Regions from separate parts of the Mus musculus genome. Here region 1 is linked to region 2. The links are chromatin contacts, called in public Hi-C maps. All regions are on one chromosome and are shown on one strand. Each heading gives the region's core, a stretch centred on a gene start, on an enhancer-like site or on the middle of the called end of the contact. The rest is flanking DNA. Distances are from core to core; before and after follow the strand shown. Region 1 holds the start of Pbld2 (phenazine biosynthesis-like protein domain containing 2). Region 2 overlaps Tet1 (tet methylcytosine dioxygenase 1).

Evidence for each region. A called contact is a pair of places that touch in the nucleus more often than the background predicts.
Region 1: a contact with region 2 is called in a Hi-C map of uterus, with 2.1 times the contacts expected there. The contact joins the promoter of Pbld2 here to the enhancer-like site in region 2. A contact is called at or near these places in 1 of 484 Hi-C or Micro-C datasets (uterus), 1 of 115 datasets of contacts at active chromatin or transcription factors (bone marrow-derived macrophages) and 2 of 9 other capture datasets (adipose tissue and pancreatic islet).

The regions. Positions count from the first base shown.
Region 1 is chr10:63,021,937-63,026,980 of GRCm38.p6, reverse strand. Pbld2 (phenazine biosynthesis-like protein domain containing 2) reads right to left here and starts at 2,469. Exons shown (of 10, transcript NM_026085.2): 1 at 2,245-2,469. It overlaps Hnrnph3 (heterogeneous nuclear ribonucleoprotein H3), which reads left to right and starts at 3,132. Exons shown (of 10, transcript NM_001079824.1): 1 at 3,132-3,261.
Region 2 is chr10:62,845,100-62,850,140 of GRCm38.p6, reverse strand. All of the region lies in intron 3 of Tet1 (tet methylcytosine dioxygenase 1), which reads left to right. Among named protein-coding and RNA genes, the nearest start is that of Gm51805, 18 kb to the left of the region's middle. Within about 2 kb of position 2,985, at least 38 of the 459 cell types and tissues checked have an H3K27ac peak or open chromatin away from gene starts, as enhancers often do. A contact at or near this core is called in uterus, where this site is marked.

The DNA.
Region 1 (5,044 bases), core at 1,220-3,719, 180 kb before region 2:
CCATAGTTACCAGGGAAGTAATTTTAACAAACTCTCGAAAATGAAATCTTTGAAAGCCTTGTCGAGAAACAGTGGTGGCTATGTGAAGAAGGTGTTCGCTCTTTTAAAGTCATCAGATATTTAGTTCATAAGCCAAAGAAGGAATCCTTCACAAAGCCCTGTCAGAGTTGATGTTCCAAAGCCCTTAAACACAGACTAGACACAACTCCAATACAATGCTGTGGACTGTTTTGTTCTTGGCTTGTTTTCATGCAGGCAGAATGATCTGCAGTATCATTAGGGATCTATGAACACCGACGGTAGACTACTTTTTAGCTAATGTGCTCTGTCTGCCCCCAAGAGAATGCACTCTCAATTTCTTTCATTTCCCCGAAGGTCCTGCATGGAATTTTCCTACTCCCTTTATTCTGATGGAGTGACGCAGGGTGACTGAGCCTCGGATTGTTTTCCTCCAGGAGCTGTGGGCATTTCCATTTCCTTCTCCTGCTTCATCTTTTCTCTTTATACACTATAACAAAGATGGACTTCAGGGTCCCTCTGACCTCTATTCTAACAGGAGAGCACATGAAAGAGAGAGGGGGGGAGGAAGTGGGGAAAGGAGAGGGGGCAAGGAAAAAAGAGAGGGGAGGTGAAAAAAGCAGCTGGGAGCCCCGAGTTGTAACCGTCTCCATGGAAACAATTCCTTAGAGATCAATCTGGAAACAATTCTGTAGGCATCCCCGGAACAGCAGGGTCCAATCACACCAAGCTTTACAACAGGATTCAACTGGGTGAGGAAGGAGCAGGTTCTTTTTTTTTTTTTTTTTTTTTTTTTTTTTAAGGAAAATTAGTAAACTAAGAAGCTAATACAAATTACCTTTACCATGGTCAAATGCCTCTTTAAATGAAAACTTCCCTACTTGCTGTAACAAAAGGGCAAAAGGCCTGGAGTACTAATTTGAAGACCTAAATCTTCATAGTGGTAACCGGCACTCACCACAAAGAAATGACAGAGACACGCCTCCAAAGAAATGACAGAGACACGCCTCCAAAGAAATGTCAGCATTGGTTGAAAAGTCATACATTAGAGCCATCAAAACGAATTGAGGATTGTGGCCGATAACCACACAAAGTGTGTGCAAAGAATGCCAAATTCATTCATGCTGTAAGCAGACTGAATTCCAGGGGAAGAGGAAAAGGGATTACAGAATTCCACCTACCCAATCATGTTGAAAGAGTGAAAGGTAAAGGAGCCATGTAATTAAAACCCAATAGAAGAAAGGCCCTGGGAAGGTTTCATCCTAAGAGTTCAGCTTGGAGTACTGCTAATAAGCCAGTTCCCTTTAGGTTTGTTACCCCCTCCACCCCACCGCCCAGAGGCAGTGTTTCTCAGTGTAGCCCTGGCTGTCCAGGAACTCACTCTGAAGACCAGGCTGGCCTCCAACAAAGAGATCCAACTGCCTCTGCCTCCCGAGTGCTGGGATTAAAGGTGTGCACCACTACCCAGCTAAACCAGTTACTTTTTTAAAAAAGAGAACATACTTTGGGCTCTAAATCAACCCCCAGCTATTAAAAGGAGGGGGTGGGGTAACTTTAGGGGATTAAAGTAACAATAAAATAACCAAGCTTCAGCAAGTGTCTGGCCAGTAAGCCACTAACTTGTCACCACATAAAAGAGTTTAGTGTTATCAAGTGTAATTATTTTCACTCTTGTGGGACTAGGGACTGCATCTGTGAAATACCACTTTGTAAGGCTATGGAGACACAGAGGGTCAGGAGTTCAAGGACATCCTTGGCTACCCAAGAACAAAGACAAGGAACTGCTTACCATGCCATTTCAGGAAGTACTTAATAAACCTGAGCTATGACGGCTTCTAGAACATACTTTGATTTTCCTGTCTGTAAGTATAAGCACACTGCGCCCCCCCCCCCTTCTCTGAAGGATATTTTGGGCTATAAAATCAGTAGAGTACTAAAGACTTTCAAGTAGGTTTGAAGATGAATTAAAGCCGTGAAATACAAGTTTCCATACAAGAAAGTCATTGGCCTCTTGGCTCTAGTATAAACATAAATAAAAATTCATAGTAAATCAAATCCAACCTTCCACACTGCCACTACTCCACTCCACATGGACTTCCCAGTGTTTGTAGCACAAAGAAATCTTTGGATGCACACTGAAGGGTGATTCCAACCCAGCCCCATCCACGTTCACAGCCTTAGTCTGTCCAGCCCGGCCTCTTTTCGCCCTCTGCTGTCCGTACCCACCTTAATTAGCTTTGCTCTCCCAAGTCTCTCAACACCAGGGTGGCCCTCCACCTTCCCACAGCCTTTCCATGTGCAATTTGTGTTACAACTTTAAAAAAGCCATAAACGGGTCGGGAGCAATCTTGGTAGCACGACAGAACCTCCACATGCGGTTTTTTTAGGTGTCTCCTGCGAGCACAATTTTTAGGAATACCAAACTCTTACTTAGATAAAGTCTATTGCCGTGAACCACAGACCCGTCACCCGGGTTTAATGGAGAGAAAAACCGAACCTGGCAGGTAGGAAACCAATCAAGGCGCCAAGGCTGCCTACGCAGGGGAACAAAGGGGATGCCCCAGGCTAGGACGGGAATCCTGCTGGGTTTAGACGCTTTGTATCTTCGCAGGCGCAACATTCATCTTTTTTTCTGATTGCATAATGCAAATATGGTGGACCAGCAAAGCCGTCCCCGGGTTGGGGGGCGGGGTGACAGAAACCACGTGGCTCCTTCCGCGCGGGGGCCTTTGTGGGATCTATTCCCAGTGGAGCAGATAAGAAACTTAGCAAACCGCGTGACCACGGCTCCTCAGAGGCCCGTGGGGAGGGACAAACGTGAGCTCCGGGGTTCAGAGGGTTGGTCGGTCGGCGGGAGCCAACGGAGTCCGCCACAGCCCACTCGCTGCGACTCCACGCCCACCACGGTGGCAACCGGGCAGGTCCCGAGTGCGCAGGTGCGCTGCGCCCCGCCCCCTGGGAGACCACGCTGTCACTCAAGTATCGCGAGAGCAGCGCGGCAGAGAGGGGGTGGGCCTGGGCAGTCGGCCCTGCCCCCTCCCTCTCTCTCGCCCCCCTCCCATCCCCCCTCGGCAGTCGCTCGGCTGCGCAGCTCCTAGAGCGGTTGGCGCGGCGGGAGACGGTTGAGGGGAGCGAGGGAGCCGAACCGTTGTGGCGAGCGCTCAGCAGCGGGCGAGCCAGGCGTCCCTGCCCGCGACCAGACCCGCGCGAGCGTCGGTGTAGGCGTTGCTTACGCCCCACAGGGTATCTGAAGTAGAAGGGGGGGTAGGTTGGGCCGGCGGTGCCGACAGCGGAGTCGGGAGAAGGACGAAGAGCCCGGGAGCGGGTGAGGGAACGCGGAGTGGCCGCTCGCTCGCTCTCCCCCGCCGCTCGGCTGCCGCCATCTTGGGGGCCGGTAGCGGTCGGGTCGCCTTCCCGCCTTTCCCCCGCTCGGGCTACTTTGTCGCCTCCGGCTTACGGGAAAGTGTCCGGCAGGAGAGAGTGCGGGCGGGAGATCCGAGCTCTCCGGTAGGGATGAGGGTGGGGAGCTCAGCGAGCCGGGAAAGCGGGACGCGCTCCGGGTGGAAATGGCGCTCGGCGGGCCCGGCCACCCACCGGGGCCTCCGGTGCTCTCGAAGGGACTACCTGGGGCCGGCGGGGCTGCGAGGGGCTGCTGACGCAGACTCCAGGGTTGAGACAGGGGGAGCTGGGGGCGGGGGAAGGAGAAGCCAGTGACGACGAGGGCGCTCCGATGCCAGATGCAGGACAAAGGCGGCCGCGGTCCTCCTTTGTAATTCCGCCGCTCGGTTGCGATGGCCTTGGCCGGGGGCCGGAGGCGGACTGTCCCCTATCTCCCGGGTCTCTAGGGCGAGCTGGGCAAACGGAAAATCTCCGGGAGGAGGCAAAGGACGCTTAGCCGACCTTTTAGTCCCTATTTGGAACTGCGGAGAGAGTCCGTTGCGCATCTCCAAAGAATTACCACCCACCTACCCCATGTCCCCCTCTTAGGTGTCGACCAAGACTTTTCATTTTGGAAGAGAAGTGCATGGCTTTTCTAATAGGAATAGTGCAAAGTGGGTGTGTTTCAAACAGGTCCGGGCCAGGTGAACTGCGAAGGTGCTGCGTTTAGGCAAGGGTGGAGAGTTAAGTTGTGTTTGGGGTAGTTAACTCTCCAGGAGTTGTGTTTTGTGTCGTTTTGTAATTAAGGCCGAAAGCCCAGTGCATTTCGTTTCATTTGATGGCTGAGCATGTTTAAAACTTGTATCGAACTGTGGTGTTTTGAAGCCGAAATAGGTCTCTTAAAGTGGAAGCCGAATCGCGTACCTAGTTGACGCGTTTTGGGTCCTTAAATTGGAAGCCGAATCGCGTACCTAGTTGACGCGTTTTGGGTCCTTAAATTGGAACTGTCATTAATTTTCATTGAAAATGGGTTAAAAAGGAAAAAAAAAAAAAAGCACATTTGGGCCTGAAAGTTAACTTGCTCATGAGTAATGGGAAAACTGTTAACGTACATTCCAATATTTAAAACAAAAGCTGGATAAAACGCCCAATCGTATTTTGTGAGTTCCAGGGCTATAGAGCAAGAATCCGTCTCAAAACGAAAAAAAAAAATCTCCAAGAAACAGATTACCACCTAGAAAAAGGAGGGTTTTTGGTTTTTTTGTGGCTTTTTTTTTTTGTTGTGTTTTGGTTTTGTTTTTCCTTAGACAGGGTTTCACTGTATAACCCTGGCTGTCCTGGAACTCATGTCACCAGGCTGGCCTCAAACTCAGAAATTTACCTGCTTCTGCCTCCCAAGTGCTGGGATTAAAGGCGTGCACCACCACGCCCGGCCAAAAAAGGAGATTCTTCATGGACTTTGGAAATGCAGAGGGTTCAGATCTACTATAACGAACTAAAAGATACGTCCACATTTTCTTGATTGGGTTACATTAGAAATGCCTTTACTTTTTTTGAGACAGGATCTTGATGTAACTGGATGTGTACTGAAGGCCTCCCTCTTGGAGCCTCTGTCTCCCAAATGTGTTTTGCTTTATTTTGAGATAAG
Region 2 (5,041 bases), core at 1,736-4,235:
AAGAAAGGGGGTAAACTTGATCTTGACTCATGGATCACCTTTCCTTCCTTTCTTTCTTTCTTTCTTTCTTTCTTTCTTTCTTTCTTTCTTTCTTTCTTTCTTTCTTTCTTTCTTCCTTTCTTTCTCTCTCTCTCTCTCTCTCTCTCTCTCTCTCTCTCTCTTTCTTTCTTTCTTTCTTCCTTTCTTTCTTTCTTTCTTTCTTTCTTTCTTTCTTTCTTTCTTTTAAATATTTTCTTTATTTACATTTCAAATGTTATCCCCTTTCCTGGTTTCCCCTCCGAAAACCACCTATCCCATCCACCCTCCCCTTGCTCACCAACCCACCCACTACTACTTCCTGGCCCAGGCATCCCCCTATAGTGGGGTATCGAGCCTTCACAGGACCAAGGGCCTCTCCTCCCACTGTTCAACAAGGCCATCCTCTGCTACATATGCAGCTGAAGCCATGTGTACTCTTGGTTGGTGGTTTAGTTCCTGGGAGCTCTGGGGGGTACCGGTTGATTCATATTGTTGTTCCTCCTATGGGGCTGCAAGCTCCTTCAGTTCCTTTGGTCCTTTCTCTAGCTCCTTCATTAGGGACCTTGTGCTCAGGCCAAAGGTTGGCTGAGAGCATCCACATCCATCACATTTCTTTGTAATAGTAGTTTCCTTTCCAGAGGTGAGCTACATGCAAAGTTCTAGCTCTTGAGGTAGGAAGGAGATCAGAGGACAATTTTTCTTCAACTCTATTTGGGATTATGGATATCTAGGGCTTTCTATGTAGGATGGGCTGGCCTCATACTCACAAAAAATTCAATGGCCTCTGATTAGAGTTTATAAACCCAAGGTCTTCATGTTCTCCCGCAGTTCTATGTGGCTGTGGATAGAAGGGATGTGTGGGTTGGAGGGAATAATAGGATAGCCTCATCTCCTAGAGAGAAAGAGAGAGACAGAGAGAGATCCTATCACTCAGAGTTGGAGTAGATGTGGTCCTCTCAGCTGGCTCCTTGATAACTTACTTAGCCTCCCAGTTGCAGAGCAATGCCTCTGCATCAGATATTCTTCTGCACGTTGGCTATTAGTAAGGAACTGGATGCAGCCTGCTACAGTTCAATGTCAAGGGGGTATCAGATCTGAGGCTTCCCACTATTTTCATGCCTCAGGGTCAAGGTGACTTTGTAGAATGTGTAATGAGGCTATTTCACTACCCCCGCCCCTTTGCCATTTTGAGAAAGGTCCTACTGTGTAGCATAGGTTGGCCTTGACCTGCTTCTCCTAGTTCCACCTCTAAAGTGCTGGGTTTATAAAATTGCACCAAACTGTTTGTGTGTGTGTGTGTGTGTGTGTGTGTGTGTGTGTGTAGTTACAGGCAGTTGTAAGCTGCTAGATGTGGATGCTGGGAACCGAACCCAGATCTTCCACAGAGCAACAGGCTCTCTTAGCCAGCTCTCGTGTTGTTTTTATAATCCCAAGTGCATACATACAGTGTGATTTGCTGCTTACTGTCATTTCAAATGCCTTTCTCGCGGTTCTTTCTCTGAATGTCAGCCTTGATTGCCCACAGCTACTACAATTATGTATCACCCAGTTACTGCAAGTGGTTCATTGAGCCAGTTCTTGCTTTCCTTGTAATAGTTCCATGGGTTTATTATTTGTTTTACATTTTATTCACCTGTTCTGTTTATGTGTGAGTGTGTTAGTTTGTGTGAGCGCCCATGCATGCACACATGTTGACTGACCTGTGTTGACGTACCATATGGAGATCCAAGGACACTTTTTACTAGTTTCACTGAGGTATTCATACTTGGTGGCAATCATCTTTACTCACAGAGCCTTCCTTCCAACCCCCTAGTAGAACTGTTTTTAGTGTAAGGTTTTCGCTCTGTATTTTATTACATGTATGTGTAATTGTGTACTGTACTTACACAAGCTTCCTTATTTTAGGGTGTATAATGTCAAACTTATTCACTAGATCAATAATTGTTTTTGCTATTTGATACTAGGGTTTGTTTGGTTTGGTTTGGTTTGGTTTTGGTTTTTCGAGACAGGGTTTCTCTGTATAGTCTTGGCTGTCTTGGAACTCACTTTGTAGTCCAGGCTGGCCTTGAACTCAGAAATCTGCCTGCCTCTGCCTCCCAAGTGCTGGGATTAAAGGCGTGCACCACCACGCCCAGCTGTTTTTTGTTTTTCTTAAGACAGGGTTTCTCTCTGCATCCCTGGCTGTCCTGGACCTCACTAAAATCCATATAGAGTTAAGGGCTGCATTAAGGGCTGAGCAACTCTCCTAGGCTGGAGTTTAGTTTTGAATCTCGCTTCAGGGCTTTGAATCCCAGGCCTGAAAGTTTTAAAAAACAATGCCCAGCAATTGCTACCCGAGGATGTATTGCTGTATGGATATCTTGAGAGAGCTTCTCTGCAGTTAAGTCACCTAGCCCTGCTCTTCACTGATTGTTTAATCAGCTTTCACTGTCTATAGGACGGCTGTATCCCAAGCTGATGTGCTTGGGCCTGCACTACTTTTGCAGATAAAATACCCAGGGGTTTGGAGCAGGGGCCTCATTGCTACTGAGCCCGTGCTGAGTCTTCGTCGTGCCAGCAACTTGTGGTTTTGAAGGTTTGATTCATTTCTTCTGCCCTCGTGTCCATGGTTGGCAGCACACCAAAAGACTACTAGATTTGGCCCGAAAAGCTCATTTAGCAGTGTTCCAAGAAGAGTGGAATAAGCAGTGTGTTGTGGTCATAAAAAAGCCTCCTAAACTATGTGCTGATCTCTACAGGTTCCCCGATTATATAACATCAATGTTTAGTGAGATGCTTGCCGTGAGAATTAAGGCAACTCACAATCCTGTTTTGATTTGTCACAGAGCCCAGGCTGCTGAGGACCTCTCCCAACCGTTCCTGATGGTCATCCTGCCCCCTCCTCCCCAGGGCTGAGATTACAGGCATAGGCCAAGGAACACCTGTGGTTTATGGGGATTGAATCCAGGCTATCGAGCACATTAGGCATGCAATCGCTCCACCAAGTGGGCTACATTCCTAACTGCCTCTCCTCTCCTCCACACTGCCAACCCCGCTTCACTTGCGGCCCAAGCTGTTCTCAAACTTAAGTGATTCAGAGCATAACGCTAAAGAATATATTTTCTTTATGTTCCTGTAATTAAACTGACATTGTTTTACAAAGACATTTTAGGGTAATTATGTGTAGTAATTATACAAATCAAGGCATGAGGTCCATGTGGTCCATGTGTTAAGACACATATCACCCCCATCCCATCCTTTTTTTTTTTTTTTTTTTTTTTTTTGGTTTTTCAAGACAGGGTTTCTCTGTATAGCCCTGGCTGTCCTGGAACTCACTCTGTAGACCAGGCTGGCCTCGAACTCAGAAATCTGCCTGCCTCTGCCTCCCAAGTGCTGGGATTAAAGGTGTGCGCCACCATGCCTGGCTACCCCATCCCATCCTTAAAACATACTGTGCATATTTATCCGTGAGGTATATTACATGTGTATGGGCATTTTGCTTCCATGCATGTCTGTATCACATTGTGAGCCAGCATGTAGATGCTGGGAATCAAACCTGGGTTCTCTGGAAGAGCAGTTCTCTTAACTGCTGAGAAGGCTCTCCAGCCCATATTTATAGGTCTTATAAAGATGGTGTGTGTTGCTATCTCATCCAAATAATGCCAGATGCGGCAGTTTGCCCCTGCACTCCCAGCATCATGTGTCGTCCAGAAGTTTGAGTAGTGCCTGTGAACACAGCATCTGGGTGAGCACTAGACATCCGAGGAGTGGTCCTGTGGTCATCCTTTCTTCCTTGCCTTTGTCCTTTGTATTCATCGGTGGGGCTGCAGGTCGGGAGGAAGTTTCTCTGCTATCTGAATCGGTAGACATGCCCGAGGATGTAGAACCTGCACCGTGGAAAGGGACCGGGCAGTGGGAGACGGGGAAAAGTGAGTGACGGTGGTAGATGGTCCCTGTAATTTTGGACCATCTGGGTAGAGTGACAAGAGAGTCAAGACCAATACGCCATACATTATATTATTTAATAAAAACAAAAAAAAAACTTTTCAATTTGTTTTTGAGATTTGTTTACTCTGACTTTGTTTTGTCCCTTTTAGCCCTGGCTGTCCTGGACTCATTTTTGTAGAGCAGGCTGGCCTCAAACTCACAGTTCCACCTGCCCCAGTCTCCCTAATGCTGGGATTAAAGGCATATGCCCAGCTTCTTTACTTGGGTCTTTGTTCTTTGTGTTTGAAGACAGGGTCTCACAATGTAACCCTGGCTGTCCTTGAACTCGTGGTGTAGATTCATCTGACTCTGCCTCCTGAGTGCTGGGATTCAAGGCCTGCACCATTATGCCTGGCTTGATGCTAGGTTTAAATTTATCAAGGACAACATAAACAAAACTACAAATATGACACAGGAGATATGTGGAGGTCAGAGGTCAATTCATGGATTCAGTTCTCTGCAACATTTGTCACAGGAATGGAACTTGGGTCACTAGACTTGGATATAGTCACCTGCAGGATGTATGTAGTTCGGGTTAAACTAGAACTTCCTGAGCAGTAGGGGGTCATCTTGAACTGCTTTCCTGCCTCTGACTGCAGGTGTGGGCCACCACGCCCTGTCTATGTCTTACATTAAATACTGAAAGTTTAGCATTGGGTGTGAGTGCTCTCAAGGTATAAGTTACACTGTGAACCTCACAGGCTTCAGGTTTCTTGGGGTGAATGAAGCTCCCGTCGTACGTAGAGTGCATGTCTAGCACCCACAAGGCCCTGTTTGACCCCCAGAGTTAACATAAAGTGACACATGGTCACAGTCCCAGTATTTGAAGGCGCGCACATTCTGGAGGTCAATGTTGGATTGCAGACCTGGGACAAGCAGCCGAGGAGCCTGTCTAACCAAAGAGCACCTGGCCTCTAGGTTCTCCCAGCATGCCTCAGCCCCTACCTGTTACAGGGTATGGCTGGCATATCCCGTCCTTTACCCTGAATTTTCCAGCCTAGGTCCTGGGCTTTCCCCCATTTGGGACCGGTGAACACATCTGAGAGCTGTCCCCAGT